3 separate regions of the Gossypium hirsutum genome follow, and regions 1 and 2 are each linked to region 3. Evidence: chromatin contacts called from public Hi-C data. All regions are on one chromosome and are shown on one strand. Each heading gives the region's core, a stretch centred on a gene start, on an enhancer-like site or on the middle of the called end of the contact. The rest is flanking DNA. Distances are from core to core; before and after follow the strand shown.

Region 1 (4,509 bases), core at 404-2,903, 230 kb after region 3:
TAGAAGGTCTAGAAAAAGTTAAAAGGGAAATCAGTACTTATGGTGGTTGTGGATAGACTATCAAAATATGCTCATTTTTTACCCTTGGCCCATCCGTTTACTATTATATCTGTTGCTACTGTCTTCTTCGCAAAGGTATTCCGACTTTATGGCTTGTTGGAATCCATAGTTTTGGATCGTGATAAAGTTTTCCTCAGCTTGTTTTAGAAGGAATTATTTCGTCAGAGTGGTTCTAAGCTCGCTTTTTCTTCAGCATGCCATCCTTAATCTAATGGCCAGTTAGAGGTAGTTAATCGAACAATAGAAATGTACCTGCAATGCCTCTCTAATGATCGTCTAGGATAGTAAGTCAATTGGGTTCCATGGGCTGAGTATTGCTACAACACCTCTTATCACAGTACCATAAGGGCCACCCCTTTCCAATTAGTATACGGTGGGGATCCACCTCGACTTCTCTCTTATTTAGTTGGTTCTACAAAGATTGAAGTTGTGGATAAGACCCTACAAGATAAGGATGCACTTTCACAAAAATGCTTGGAATAGACTATTGCAAGCTCAACAACGAATAAAGAACACTTATGATTTGGGGCACTGAGAGTTGAACTTTGAAGTCGGAGATTGAGTTTGGTTACGACTTCAGCAATATCGGTAATTCACGATAACTAAACAGAAGCATCACAAGCTGCTGCCAGAGTATTTTGGTCCTTTGAAGGTCTTGAACAAAATAGCAATAGTGGCCTATCAATTTGAATTACCTACAGGTAACAAAATACATGATGTATTCCATGTTTCTTTCCTTAAAGAATACAAGGGACCTCAACCAGATGTAGTGGGAGACTTGCCCTTAGTGTATGATGGCAAGGCCTTGCCTATTCCACAAGTTATTAGTCGTAGCAGGCTAAATCGAGGTCGACGGGAACTATTAGTGCAATGGGCAGGTTGTCCTCAAGAAGATACCACCTGAGAACCATTTGATTGTTTTCATGAAGCTTATCCTGAATTTGAGCTTGAGGACAAGCTCAATTCCGATAGGGGGAGTAATGATATAGATGTTTTTATTGGGAAATAATATCAAAGAAGGAATAGAAAAAAGGAACGACAAAAATTAGAGTTTTAGATTTATTTAATTTCATTATTATATCAGATTATTAAGATTTTTAGTTTTACTTATTCTCTCTATTATATTAGGGTTTTTTTTATTTCCCTTATAAACTCTAAATTAGGAATTTTATTTCGACTCTTTCCTTTGTTATTAACATCTTATAAAAAGGCTGCCAATATGAAATAAAGAGTAAGCAATTTATTTTTACCACAAGCGTTATTTTAGGAGGGGGTTTAGTCAAGGACGGATTTACCTTTTGAGTAATCATAGGTCGAAGCAATAACTCTTTCTCGTCTAGACATATGACTACATCCTACGCTAAGGCACATAACACAATATTACAAGGGTAGATGCAAATACCTGCAGAGAACATGACGCTTACAAAGAAGCTGGACTACACTAATTTGTTCCTCAAAGCAAACTCTACACAGAATCTTTTCCTAAGTGACAGATCCATTCAATTAATAAGCAAGCGGTATAGTATATATTAGCCAAACAATGCTTTGGGCTAGAGAACTTAACATGGGCTTTTGAACTTCAAATTCAAATTTCTTCATCCGTTTCTGGCCCCAATAAGGTCAGAACTGCAGCCGGACTCATCAAATCAATGGATTAAAGAATCTGGTGACATTGGAATTAATGGATCTCAATAGGAATGATTTCTAAAACCCTAGGTCTCTCATACTAAGTTGCTATTAAGGCCATTTTCCCTCGCTCGGCACTGCCTTCCCCCTCGTATCAGCTTCACCGGCCATGGTATCTCTTTCCTCTCCCAAACCCTCACTCAAAGCCATTTCTTTATTTTTCTAATATTTTTTTGAACCTTTCTCTTTTCATTGCAATTTCAGGGTATCGACTTGGTCGCCGGTGGCAAGAGCAAGAAGACGAAGAGAACTGCTCCCAAGTCCGATGATATCTACCTCAAACTCATCGTCAAGGTTCCTGCTCTGTTCCAGTCATTTCATTGTGCTTTTTTTTTGGTTTAATGAAGGAAATTTGAATGTTTTTAAATGTGTTTGCATCCATTACCAGCTTTACCGATTTCTGGTAAGAAGGACTGGCAGCAAATTCAATGCTGTGATTTTGAAGCGTCTTTTTATGAGCAAAGTGAACAAGCCTCCTCTCTCTCTATCCAGATTGATTGAATTCATGAAGGGCAAGGTAACTCATTTTTCTTTTGAATTTGTTTCTAAGGTTTTTCCAATTTTTTATTTAAATTATTGTGTGATGAGTGATTGATCTTATTATTGGTTTGATCGAGTAGGAGGATAAGATTGCAGTGGTAGTTGGAACTGTCACCGATGACATTCGTGTATATGAAGTTCCCGCTCTGAAGGTTACTGCACTAAGGTTCACTGAGACAGCGAGGGCGAGAATTGACAAGGCTGGTGGGGAATGTTTAACATTTGACCAACTTGCTCTTCGAGCACCTCTTGGACAGAACACGGTATGCTTTATCATACAAATCTTTTACTTCAGTTGCCTGGATTCTGCAGTTGTTTACTTGTCATTTCGAAACTGAAATTATCTGGTTGTTGGTTGGAATTGCTGACTTGTTTTTGCTAGCTTTGGAATGTCATATATTATTCATTTTTTGGTAGGAAGGATTGATGACAAAACTTGGTTTGAATTGTATGAATGGGCGAAGTTCTAATAGATGAAATCATATTAAGGGTGGGTTAGTATAAAAATAGCGGTAGCGGTGAGATTAGATACTGTAGCGATACTGTAGCGTGAGACAAAAAGTAAGCTAAACGCACCGCACCGCACTCAATCGCCCATCCAAAGCTATCCTATGTTTTGAGTTTTTGGCTTCTGTGTTGTATAGATAAAAGTGTTTCTCCTTCTGTCTTCCTGCAGTGGTCAATTGAGTATTTCACTCTATGATTATGGCAGTTCTAAAGTGCAGGTGTGGGTTCGCCTTAACAAAGTAAATTATATCTTATTTTGTGCAATCCACCTTTGTGAATTACTTTCATTTCAAAAGATTATACTCTTTGAATTATGTCTTTCATATCATTTCCCTGTTTCTCTATTGATTTAACAAGTTTCATTTGAAGTTTTGACAAAAAGAATTGCTATCAATTACTGATCTACAAGTTTCATTTGCAGTTTTGACAAAAAGAATTGCTATCAATTACTGATCTACATACTGCAATGGTGAAATTGACTTAAATTCTACGTTGAAAATATGCAGGTTCTCCTCCGAGGTCCAAAGAATGCTCGTGAGGCTGTGAAGCACTTCGGACCTGCTCCTGGTGTGCCACACAGCCACACCAAGCCCTATGTGCGGTCAAAAGGAAGGAAATTTGAGAGGGCTAGAGGAAGAAGGAACAGCAAAGGCTTCAGGGTTTGAGATTCCAATTGCCCTGGAAAAAAAAAAACTTATCAACCTATCATGATAATGGGAATGCTCAGTTTTGCTTTTTGTGCTTTCCACCTTTCCTGTTCTTTTTCTTTTCCATGATTGTAATTTGGAATCTTTTATAATTTGTTTAATGAAAAGGATTTTAGAGTGATTGAAGAACGTTGTTGGATGTCTGTATTTCTTATATATAAATCAGAACAGCATTGAGTTCCATAAGCTGATAACCGTACACAAAGCACTGCAAAAATATTAATTCCAGTAGTTCAAATAAAACAGGGAAAGCATTAAATAGAGCCAAGCAAATGGCCTTGCAATGGTATAAAACTGGCCTTATTATTGGGTCACAAGCTTCAAGGGAAGAGTTGAAAACAAGAGAAGGGCAAGAACCTAGAATTTCTTAATGAAGTCATAAATGTGCATGCTAATCTCCTGAGGTTTTTCTTGGTTGATAAAATGGGCTACTCCTTCCATGACAACTAGTTCCTGCAAAAAAGGCACATTTTTCTTGAACCCACCATTTTGTAAGTATTCCTTAACACCAGGGATGTGGTAGGTAATGTCCAGGTCGCCCACGATGAACTTAACCGGTACTTGGATTTGTAATCCAGTCCATGATGCCATCAGTTCCCAGTTTCTGCAAACAAGAACATATCAGATCATCTTGGCTACCTTCAATGATAGATTATTGAAAAAACAAAGAAGTGGAACTTAATTAGGCAGAAAAATGAAATGGAAATGAGAGTTGAACAATCACAGCCTGCACGTACAGATTCATAGCTCGATAATAGTTGAGTCCTCCAGTGAATCCCTTCTGATTAAATTTGGTGGCAAAGTAATTGATTTCATCTTCGGACAGCCAAGAGGGTAAGGCTGGAGGATCAGGTAATGCTTTCAACCCGGTTTCTTTAGGTATACAAGGAGGATTTGGATCTCGAGTTGTAAGAAATTTCTTCATAACTTTGGCAGTATCCATCTGCGCGAAATGTGCTTCAGCCTCCCCTGGTACCTACAGCATATTTATGAAAATCATATTGAATAG
Region 2 (4,364 bases), core at 1,380-3,879, 180 kb after region 3:
CAGAGCTGGTTGAAAATGGAGAAAGACATCAAGTGTCAACACACAAATAGCCTGGACATGGTTTCTGGGGCATCTACTGAATTGAACCTCAACATCGACAATCCTAAACCCAAGAGTAGCTTTATACGAACAAAGACCATCGTCAATTACTGCACCAGGTTTGACAGCTTCAAATGCTCATAAAATGACATCCTACCACTCATTTTCACTTGAATGCAGCAAGTAACACAACTCCCAATAGGGCTCACCTCAACCAGTTATATATTTCGAACCTGGCAAAGCTTTAACAATCAAGTGATCAGTACCCTGATCACATAAGCAGACCATTATATAACTATCACTACTTAAGATCTGCAGTCTTCTATAGATATTGAAGCTAAGAGAATTTTCTAGGCAATAAAAAACTTCATAGCAAGCAACTTAAAAGACAATTTTTCCCATTGAAGTTTTCTGCGTAACAAAGATCTTTCCTATAGTTCCATAGTGTGAAGTTCATATAGATAGTCTCAAAATAGCACTTCAAAAGTTTTAACGAGTTTGGATAGTGATTCTAAGCTCTGATTACAATTCTCACTTCCACATATTACTTAATCCCTAGTCCTCAATTACTACTTCAGTTCCCACAACATTTGCTATTGCGATCTCTGCTGTAGTCCTCCATTCTGCCCTCTTTACCTCATTCCAACTCTTCATTTTTCTTGAAATATCAGATACATACGAATACTAAGATCAACCTAGAAGTATATATATCTGAAAAAAGGCTAGAAAAACATCAGCCTGCCTGTGTTGTACTCATACCCGAAATTTGATGCTTAGCCACGAATCTGATCAACATAGCTTAATAGTTACAGGAATTCAGTCTTCCGAAATTGTTTAGAGTACATGATCTTGTGAATAACTTCCATGGTAAAATGCAGAATAACAGGATGGGGATCTGTTTAACATGGTCTTAGCATTCTAAACTATCTGGCTCATAGCATTAAGAAATGTCGCACTAATGTTTTAACCTATTCTAAATTATCTTGCTCATATCACTAACGTGTGGTTGATCAGTTCTTCCCTAAACCAAGCATTTAAAGGATGAAACCAATACCAACCACAAAAACAGCAACAAATAAATATGAGTTCAAGGTCTAAACCCATTAAAAAAGTTGAGTCCATCAATTTCGATATATTAACTAAAAACCCAATTCAATTTAACCCAAGGTTCATCCAAATCGTTTTCATGAACCTCCGCAGTTAATTTATTCTACCCCCACAAATTCCTCTAAATTGAAGAAAAAGAAGACTTATTTCTAAGTTTGCTTACTTGCCCCTTACTATCAACGCACTCCAATCCGCAGCCGCACTGTGGGCACTCGTAAAAATTGTCAATAGGAAAGCTAGCAGATGCAATCCCCACCGAAAATTCCAGCTCATCTTCATCTCTAACAACCTCCACGATGTTGAGCCATAAAAACAGGACCTTGACACTGATTCCACTCAGGTTTTTGAGCCTGTTGTTGGAGATGATCCCGCTGATCGTGGATTTGTATTTGAGTTGATAAGACCCTTCCAGTGAGAAGCTACACGAACCCTCTAAGTAGGCATGGAACCGACCGGTGGATTCATCTAAATCGTACTTTAAGACGCCTTGTGGGAGAAGCCCAACGGGGAAGTTGTAGCCTTGGAGGACTTCGTAGGGTGAAAGGGAGTCGCCAGTAAGGTTGAGGGGGGATGACGTGGCGAGTGGGGTGTGGAGGAAGAGGAGGAGGGCGGCTGCGAAAGTGGTGATGGGCGGAAGGAAAGCCATTGCTTTGTTTAGGTTAGGCAGCGAAAGAGGACAGTGGAGGAAGAAGAGGGGAAAGGAGATGCCTTGTTACCGAGTGCGTGTCGGGGGGGGTTGGCCGCTTTGGTTAATGAGTGATGAGTAATGATTGACTTTAAGGGAGGAAAGAGCCACATAGTATTTGGCTGTCGTGGAGCACGTTGTTAACTGGAAATGAGACAAATCGGGACGCAGATATCTAAAGCGGTGACTAAGCTATTATATTTTTGTTGTGTACGCTTAACAGGGTTAACTGGCTAAATTATATTAATCATTTAATAATCAATATTATATTAATCAAAATTTTTAAGTCCACTTTACATTTAAAATACATTGATTAAATTTTAAATACATGTATTACTATATAATTTAATGTGTTAAAACAAATATTTTTAGCATCTACCCCTTAACGGGTTTACAAAATACGAAGGACTAATTATTGGGTTCGCTTTAGTAGATATCTTGAGAAATAAAATAAAATAAATCCTTTTAAATTTTAATGATACACCTTTTTTCATATTTTGGATTCAAATTGTTTATAAGATGAGCAGAAATTAATTTGTGTTTTAAATGTGCTTCATTGTAGCATTTAATACATAAATTAATAATTAGACTTAGATTTAATTGATACAATCTTGATATTTTAAGGATTCAATTATAATATTTTAAAGTTTAAGAATTCATTTAAAATTTGGATGATAGTTTGAAAACTTTTTATAGAATTAACCCTTAAAAACATTTTTTTCAAAATAATTTATATTTCGTCGATTTAGATTTTATTTATTTATCAATTATTAGAGAGAAAAATAACACCATCTTCGAAATCACGAGGTGAATTGCATGATATACTAGTTGTAGACGAGGTCTCAATATTTCTCACCTTTTTTTTTTGCAAATGACAATTTTTTGTTCTTCCGGGCCACTGATTCTAAATGTACAGTGCTGAGGAGATACTCTATGAGGCGACGTCGGGGCTAGCAATTAACTTTGTGAAGTCAGGAATCATGTTTAGTTCAAACACTAGTGGCACCATTCAGGATTTGGTTAAATCTATGTTGGGCATTAATAGCCCTATTGATCATGGGCGTTATCTCGAGCTTCTTTCGTTGGTGGGTCATAACAAGCGGCAAGTCTTTGCTTTGATCAAGGAGCGTCTTAGTAAATGCATTTTTCATTGGTAGAATAAGCTATTGTCTTGGGTAGGTAAAAAGGTCTTGATAAAGAATGTTGCTCAATGTGTTCCCGTGTATAACATGAGTATGTTTTTGTTGCCTATGCCTTCATGTGCTAAGTTGCATAGAATGTTGAACTTGTTCTGGTGGGGTTCTAGTTGGAATTGTCGTAAAGGAGTTCACTGGGCGACGTCGGATCATTTATGCGTCCCTATGAAGTGGGGTGGCATGGGATTTATAGACTTTCATGGTTTAACCTTGGCGTTACTAGGAAAGCAAGTTGTGAGATTGGTTTCAAATCCAAATAGTTTAGTTAGTCGTTTCCTTAAGGCTAAATATTTTTCAAGCTGTAGTCTTTTTGAAACTGATGACGTTACCAATTAATCTTTTATTCGAAAAAGTTTAATGGTTACACATCATCTTGTACATAACGGAATTCAATGGAAAGTTGGTAATGGGTGTGATATTGGAGTTTATCATGATTCGAGGCTTATTAATGATGATATTTTTATGTTGATCCGCTTCTATTACTTGGTATAGAAGATATTTGAGTTTTTGATTTGCTTAATGTGGATGGGTGTTCTTGGAATAGACCATTGATTGAATGTGTGTTTTCGTGAAGTGATTGTGAACAGATATAATAGATCCTAGTTAGTCTCAATCATCATCACCTAGATAAACTTATATGGCTCTTTGCTCTTAATGGACAATATAGTGTAAAGTCGGGTAATATATTAGCAATGAACTTGTATTCAAACATGAATGTTTTAATTTAGGATAGGCTGGGGCAATAGATATGGCATTTGCGTATCCTTCCACATGTGAATGAGTTTCTTTGCCACTGTTAACATTCTTTTCTTCTGGTTAAAAAGTTGGCTTCTTGAAAGGGTATTACCGTTACGCAAATTTGTAGGAAGGGTGATAGGAAAGAGCACATTGAGCATGCATTGTTGCACTGTTGTAAGGCACAAGCTGTTTGGACTACAACAATGGTACCTATAGATGGGGTTACTTGGTCGAATTTCTTGTCGGGATTGCTCTCTATGTCGAACAATGAGGTTCAGAGACAAAGGCTTGTGTTGTTGTGGCAAATCTGGTCGAATAGGAACTTATCTTTATAGCAACATCATGAGCTTCCACCATCTCGGGTCCTTTGTAACGTCAATTGTTTCATTCAAGAGCGGATACTTACAAAATGCTGATTATTCAACAGTTGAGTCCTAACTGCCTCGGGATGGAGGATGGGGGTGACGTCGGGATGAGAGAGGGATTGTCAGAGGCTACAAGGTGGAAACCACCTCCTTCGGGCTGTTTAAATGTAATGTTGATGCCGTTTTTTTTGTAGATGAATCAACTGTTGAGGTTGGATAAGTTCTTTGAGACAA
Region 3 (4,672 bases), core at 1,984-4,483:
TATTTTAATTCCAAATAAATCTCAACATATATCAATTAATGTCAAAATAATACATCAAGTCACGTGTTTACTTACCTCGGTGCAAAATATCGTAATTTTGCACTTCACTCCACTATCTTTTCTTTTCCTCGTTTGAGATAATCTTCACGTCTTTCTTGATCTATAATAGCAAATTTAACTCATTTAATGTTCACATTCATTAAAATAATCCACCACCCAACTTTTTAAAAAATTACAATTTTGCCCCCAAACTTTTGCATAATTACACTTTTGTCCCCAAGCTCGGAAATTAAACTTCATCACTTATTCTTAGGTTTTATGACATGCTGAACATTTTTCCCTTCTATGGCAACATCAAATTCTCACTCTAACATACACTTATGAACAATAATTATTTTTACCGATTATGCCTATTTACCCGTTTTCGCTTAAAATCGCTTAGCAAAAGTTGTTTAACATAATTTATAGCTTCATATTCCACCATAAAACAGCAAAATAAACACATTTCACCTATGGGTATTTTTCCAAATATGAGCCCTAACACGAATTATTGCTAGAATAAGCTAAACCGAGTTACGAGGATTCCAAAAATGCGAAGAACATTAAAAACGGGGCTAGGATGCACTTACTATGAGCTTGAGAAAGCAAAGAAACCTTAGCTATGGCTTCCTTCAAATTTCGGCAGCAACTAATGAGGAAGATGATGATTTTTGTCATCTTTTTCCCATTTTATTTTTTTATTACCAAATGACTAATATGCCCCCACTTAAAAAAAATCTATTTCTCTCATTTCTTATGTCTATTTTTGTCCATCAACTAACTAATGGTCTAATTACCACATAAAGACCTCCAATTTAAAATTTCATATCAATTAGATACTTCTACATATAGAACTCAACTTTTGCACTATTTACAATTTAGTCCTTTTGACTAAATTGAGTGCCCAAACGTCGAAATTTTCGAACGAAATTTTTACGAAAATTTTCCGTGAAATTGTAGACCATAAAAATATAATAATAACCATATTTTCCCTCGTCGGATTTGTGGTCCCGAAACCACTATTCCGACTAGGCCCAAAATCGGGCTGTTACATAACATGAGTAACATCACTTAATACCAAAACAATTTCATGTTACACAACAAGTTATAAACATATTCCATTTTATATTCAATACATTTTCAAGCTTTTCTTATTTCAATTAAGATAAATATTGCTTGATGGAATTATAGTAAAACTGACTCAAATACACAGGTGAACTAAGTTGCCCACACAAGTTAAAATTACATCAGGTTACCCGTTCGAGCTAAACCTATGTTACATATAACTCGAGAATTTGTAACAAATGCTAGATCTCATTATAACATGTATAATCTTTGGTCAAGCGTGCGTGTAACCCTGTTGACATACCAATTGTATCATAGTCTTTTACTGGGTTCACACAGACAACATTTATACATAAATTCATTATCATACCTATAATCATTCTTATTTACCTGTCATACCCTGTGTATTGCCACATTTGCATTTTCGTACCTTGTACACTATTTTATCGCATGACATTCATTTATCTCATTTTATTTCAATTTAGTCCAATTCATATACATATAATTTCACATTAAATTTCAGAATCACATATCAAAATATCATCAACCCACAATTCATCATATCACATACATGTTCAATTCATTCTCATATTATATATCATACTCCCAATAAATCATAATAATTTTTATTTCATTCAATTCAGTCCACTATTTGGCAATCAATATCTATCATAGCAATTCAATTCATACGATCATTACTAACTCACTTTGATATTCAAAAATGCAATATGACGTGAATATGCAAAGAAACAAATTCATCTCGAATCATAAAATCAGAAACTGATATCTTACATCACTCGACAACGTCTCTCGTTTTTCCTTTCCCTCTTAATGGCCTGACGTCGTTTGTCGCTATATTCGATAATTCAATAATTAAATAAATAAAGAAACAGCAGATTTCATTCAATCCACATCCAAATACAAAGCCCACATATTTTTAATTTTATTTAATTTAGTCCATGAACTCGGGATAAACATAACTTTGATTCCTAGCTTTAAATTAAAATCTGAATTCGTATATTTTCATTAGGGACCTTATATATTCTATTTCTAACATAATTTCATGATAGGTTTTACATTTATTCAATTTGGTTCCCAATATAACAAACTTAACAAACAAGCTAAATTAACTTTACAATTTAGTTCTTTTTATAATCTAAGCTTAAAATCTATCAATTTCAAACCTAATTCATCAATTAATCAACAATGAAAGCTTTCCAAAACTTTATCAGTTTATCAAATTGGTACATGAGCTAGTTAAATCAAGCTTCCATGATCACAAGCCTATAAAAATTGCAAGAAAATGGATTGATTTCACTTACCAAATTAATGGCCGAATACCTACAATTTTGAAAGCTTTCGTTTGGTTTTTCTTTCTTATTTGGACGGTAGATAAATGAAATGAAGGAGATGGTACTATTTTCTCCTCTTGTTTTAACTTATATAGTTGATTAAAATTAATTAATTAAATATAATCAACTTTAACTTCTAATTAAGGTTAATGGTTTCTCACATCATCATCCACTATCACTAATTTAAAAATAGTTTAATTATCATTTTGGATCTTTGTTTAATTTCTATTTAGGTCCTCAAATCTTGTGTTAATTAAAATTTAATAACAATTGAATTTTTATAATTTAGTCCTCGAGTCTTAATTAACCACTTTTTCGGTTAAATTACTCAATCAAACTTCAATATATTTTTATAATAACCCCGTAAATATTTTTATTTAATATTTACGGATGCGGTTTACGAAAATTAGGTTTTGAAATCACATTTTCCGTCACCATTGAATTTCGAGTCGTTACAGAAATCGAACCGAATTCTATTTTTTATTTAATATAAAATAATTTTAATTTTTATTATATAAAAATAAATATTTTTATTTAAAATAGTGAAAATAATTTAAAATTTTGTTGAATAATATTCAAAAGTCATAAAACAAAGTTTATTTTGTCAAAATAAGTTTAAAAATTCAAAACAAAAAAATTAATGTGAAAAAATAAAAAACTGAATCAAGACGAACCGAATTTCAGAAAATATAAAAAAACTCGACCGTACCAAACTGATATCAACTTTACTATTATCTCTCGGGTCTGAATTAATTAAACAATTTAAAATCCAGGTTCATTCACTAAATAATTTGGGCCATAAGAATTGACTTTACAATAGATGATCGCAACAGTATCCGTTTTTTCATTTAAGCAGAGAAAGGCCCAAACCTTAGACAAGCTAAAAAGCCCAACTCTAACACTCCAAAACTGAAAAACCCTAGTGTGGAACCATATATTCTTTACCCTCTGCACCAAGCATTTGTGACATCGCCGTCTTCAATACCGAAGATACAGAGCTAAGGTACTCTCTCTCTCTCGCTCTCCCTCTATCACTGCTGTTAGTCTTAGTCTTTCTCTTGTTTTTCTTTTTAATTGATTTGACCAAGTGAAAACGCAGTGAGTTGGTGTGAGGATGAGTCGTGGTGCAGCAGCTGGAGCTAAGGGAAAGAAGAAGGGAGCCTCCTTCACCATCGACTGTGCGAAGCCGGTTGAGGATAAGATCATGGACATCGCTTCTTTGGAGAAGTTCCTTCAGGAAAGGATCAAGGTTGGTGGCAAAGCTGGTGCTCTAGGTGACTCCGTCACTGTCACCCGCGACAAGACCCGTATCACGGTTACCTCTGACTCCAACTTCTCTAAGCGGTACTTTCTCCATTTCTCTTTTGATCTTTTAGTTGTATTATTTGAACCACTTGTATGTATAGATCTTAAAGTTTGTTTGAATCTTAAGCAACCAAAAATGGCAGAAATCTTTTAGATTTAGGGTTAAGTTGAGGTCGATGATGACAAGTTTTAAGGCTTGTTTCTCAAAACATTCGCAGTGGCCGCCTGAGAGCTTTCGCCTTCGCCGGGCTTGAGAGCTTCTGCTGCTTTAATCCGTCCTTGGATGTCTGAGGCCTTGCTAGTTGATACTCTCGTCTTTACTTTGTAGGGGAAGCCATTTGTTTGCTTTATAATTTTAATTGAATCCTTTTAAAGATATGACTTCTTTTATTAGATAAAGACAGATAAAGCGTTTTGGTTTATGACCAATGATGACAATTCTTTTGCATTGTTTCTTCCTTGATTGTGTACACTTTTTTCTGTGGTATTTGATTCTTTGTTTTAAAGGGGAAAGAACCATCTTTTAATTTGAGTTTTGGCTGACGGTTGCTTGGTTTTTAGGTACCTTAAATACTTGACTAAGAAGTACTTGAAGAAGCACAATGTCCGGGATTGGCTTCGGGTGATTGCTTCCAACAAGGACCGTAATGTTTATGAACTCCGCTACTTCAATATTGCTGAGAATGAAGGGGAAGAGGAAGAATGAGCAATCAGTTCAGTTACTTTTCTCTGTTACCTATCTGGTTTATTAGTTCTGAGGAAACTTGTTTGTGTCAAATCGTTGGACTTGTTTGGGTTTGCTTTTTGACCCTTGGCTTTATTTTCAATGAAGTTTTGGTTGCTGATAGTTAATTTTTTTGTTTATGTATTAATATATTAGATTCTATAAAAGAAGTATGCACATTTCTTTT

The links. Hi-C and Micro-C count contacts between places; a contact is called where the count stands out from the background.
Region 1: a contact with region 3 is called in a Hi-C map of leaf, with 2.3 times the contacts expected there. The contact joins the promoter of LOC107913831 here to the promoter of LOC107913672 in region 3. A contact is called at or near these places in 2 of 34 Hi-C or Micro-C datasets (leaf and seedling).
Region 2: a contact with region 3 is called in a Hi-C map of leaf, with 2.1 times the contacts expected there. The contact joins the promoter of LOC107913782 here to the promoter of LOC107913672 in region 3. A contact is called at or near these places in 2 of 34 Hi-C or Micro-C datasets (leaf and petal).

What each region holds. Positions count from the first base shown.
Region 1 is chrD08:13,073,816-13,078,324 of Gossypium_hirsutum_v2.1, forward strand. LOC107913831 (60S ribosomal protein L18-2) reads left to right here and starts at 1,654. Exons shown (of 5, transcript XM_016842480.2): 1 at 1,654-1,858; 2 at 1,951-2,040; 3 at 2,135-2,263; 4 at 2,367-2,549; 5 at 3,300-3,686. The coding sequence starts at 1,856. The coding sequence ends at 3,458. It overlaps LOC107913820 (epoxide hydrolase A), which reads right to left. Exons shown (of 3, transcript XM_016842469.2): 2 at 4,238-4,476; 3 at 3,698-4,104. The coding sequence ends at 3,858.
Region 2 is chrD08:13,029,228-13,033,591 of Gossypium_hirsutum_v2.1, forward strand. LOC107913782 reads right to left here and starts at 2,630. Exons shown (of 1, transcript XM_016842416.2): 1 at 1,122-2,630. The coding sequence starts at 1,792. The coding sequence ends at 1,268.
Region 3 is chrD08:12,844,781-12,849,452 of Gossypium_hirsutum_v2.1, forward strand. LOC107913672 (60S ribosomal protein L22-2) reads left to right here and starts at 3,234. Exons shown (of 3, transcript XM_016842327.2): 1 at 3,234-3,459; 2 at 3,556-3,800; 3 at 4,323-4,672. The coding sequence starts at 3,571. The coding sequence ends at 4,467. It overlaps LOC121220526 (small nucleolar RNA SNORD14), which reads left to right and starts at 3,933; the gene lies at 3,933-4,056.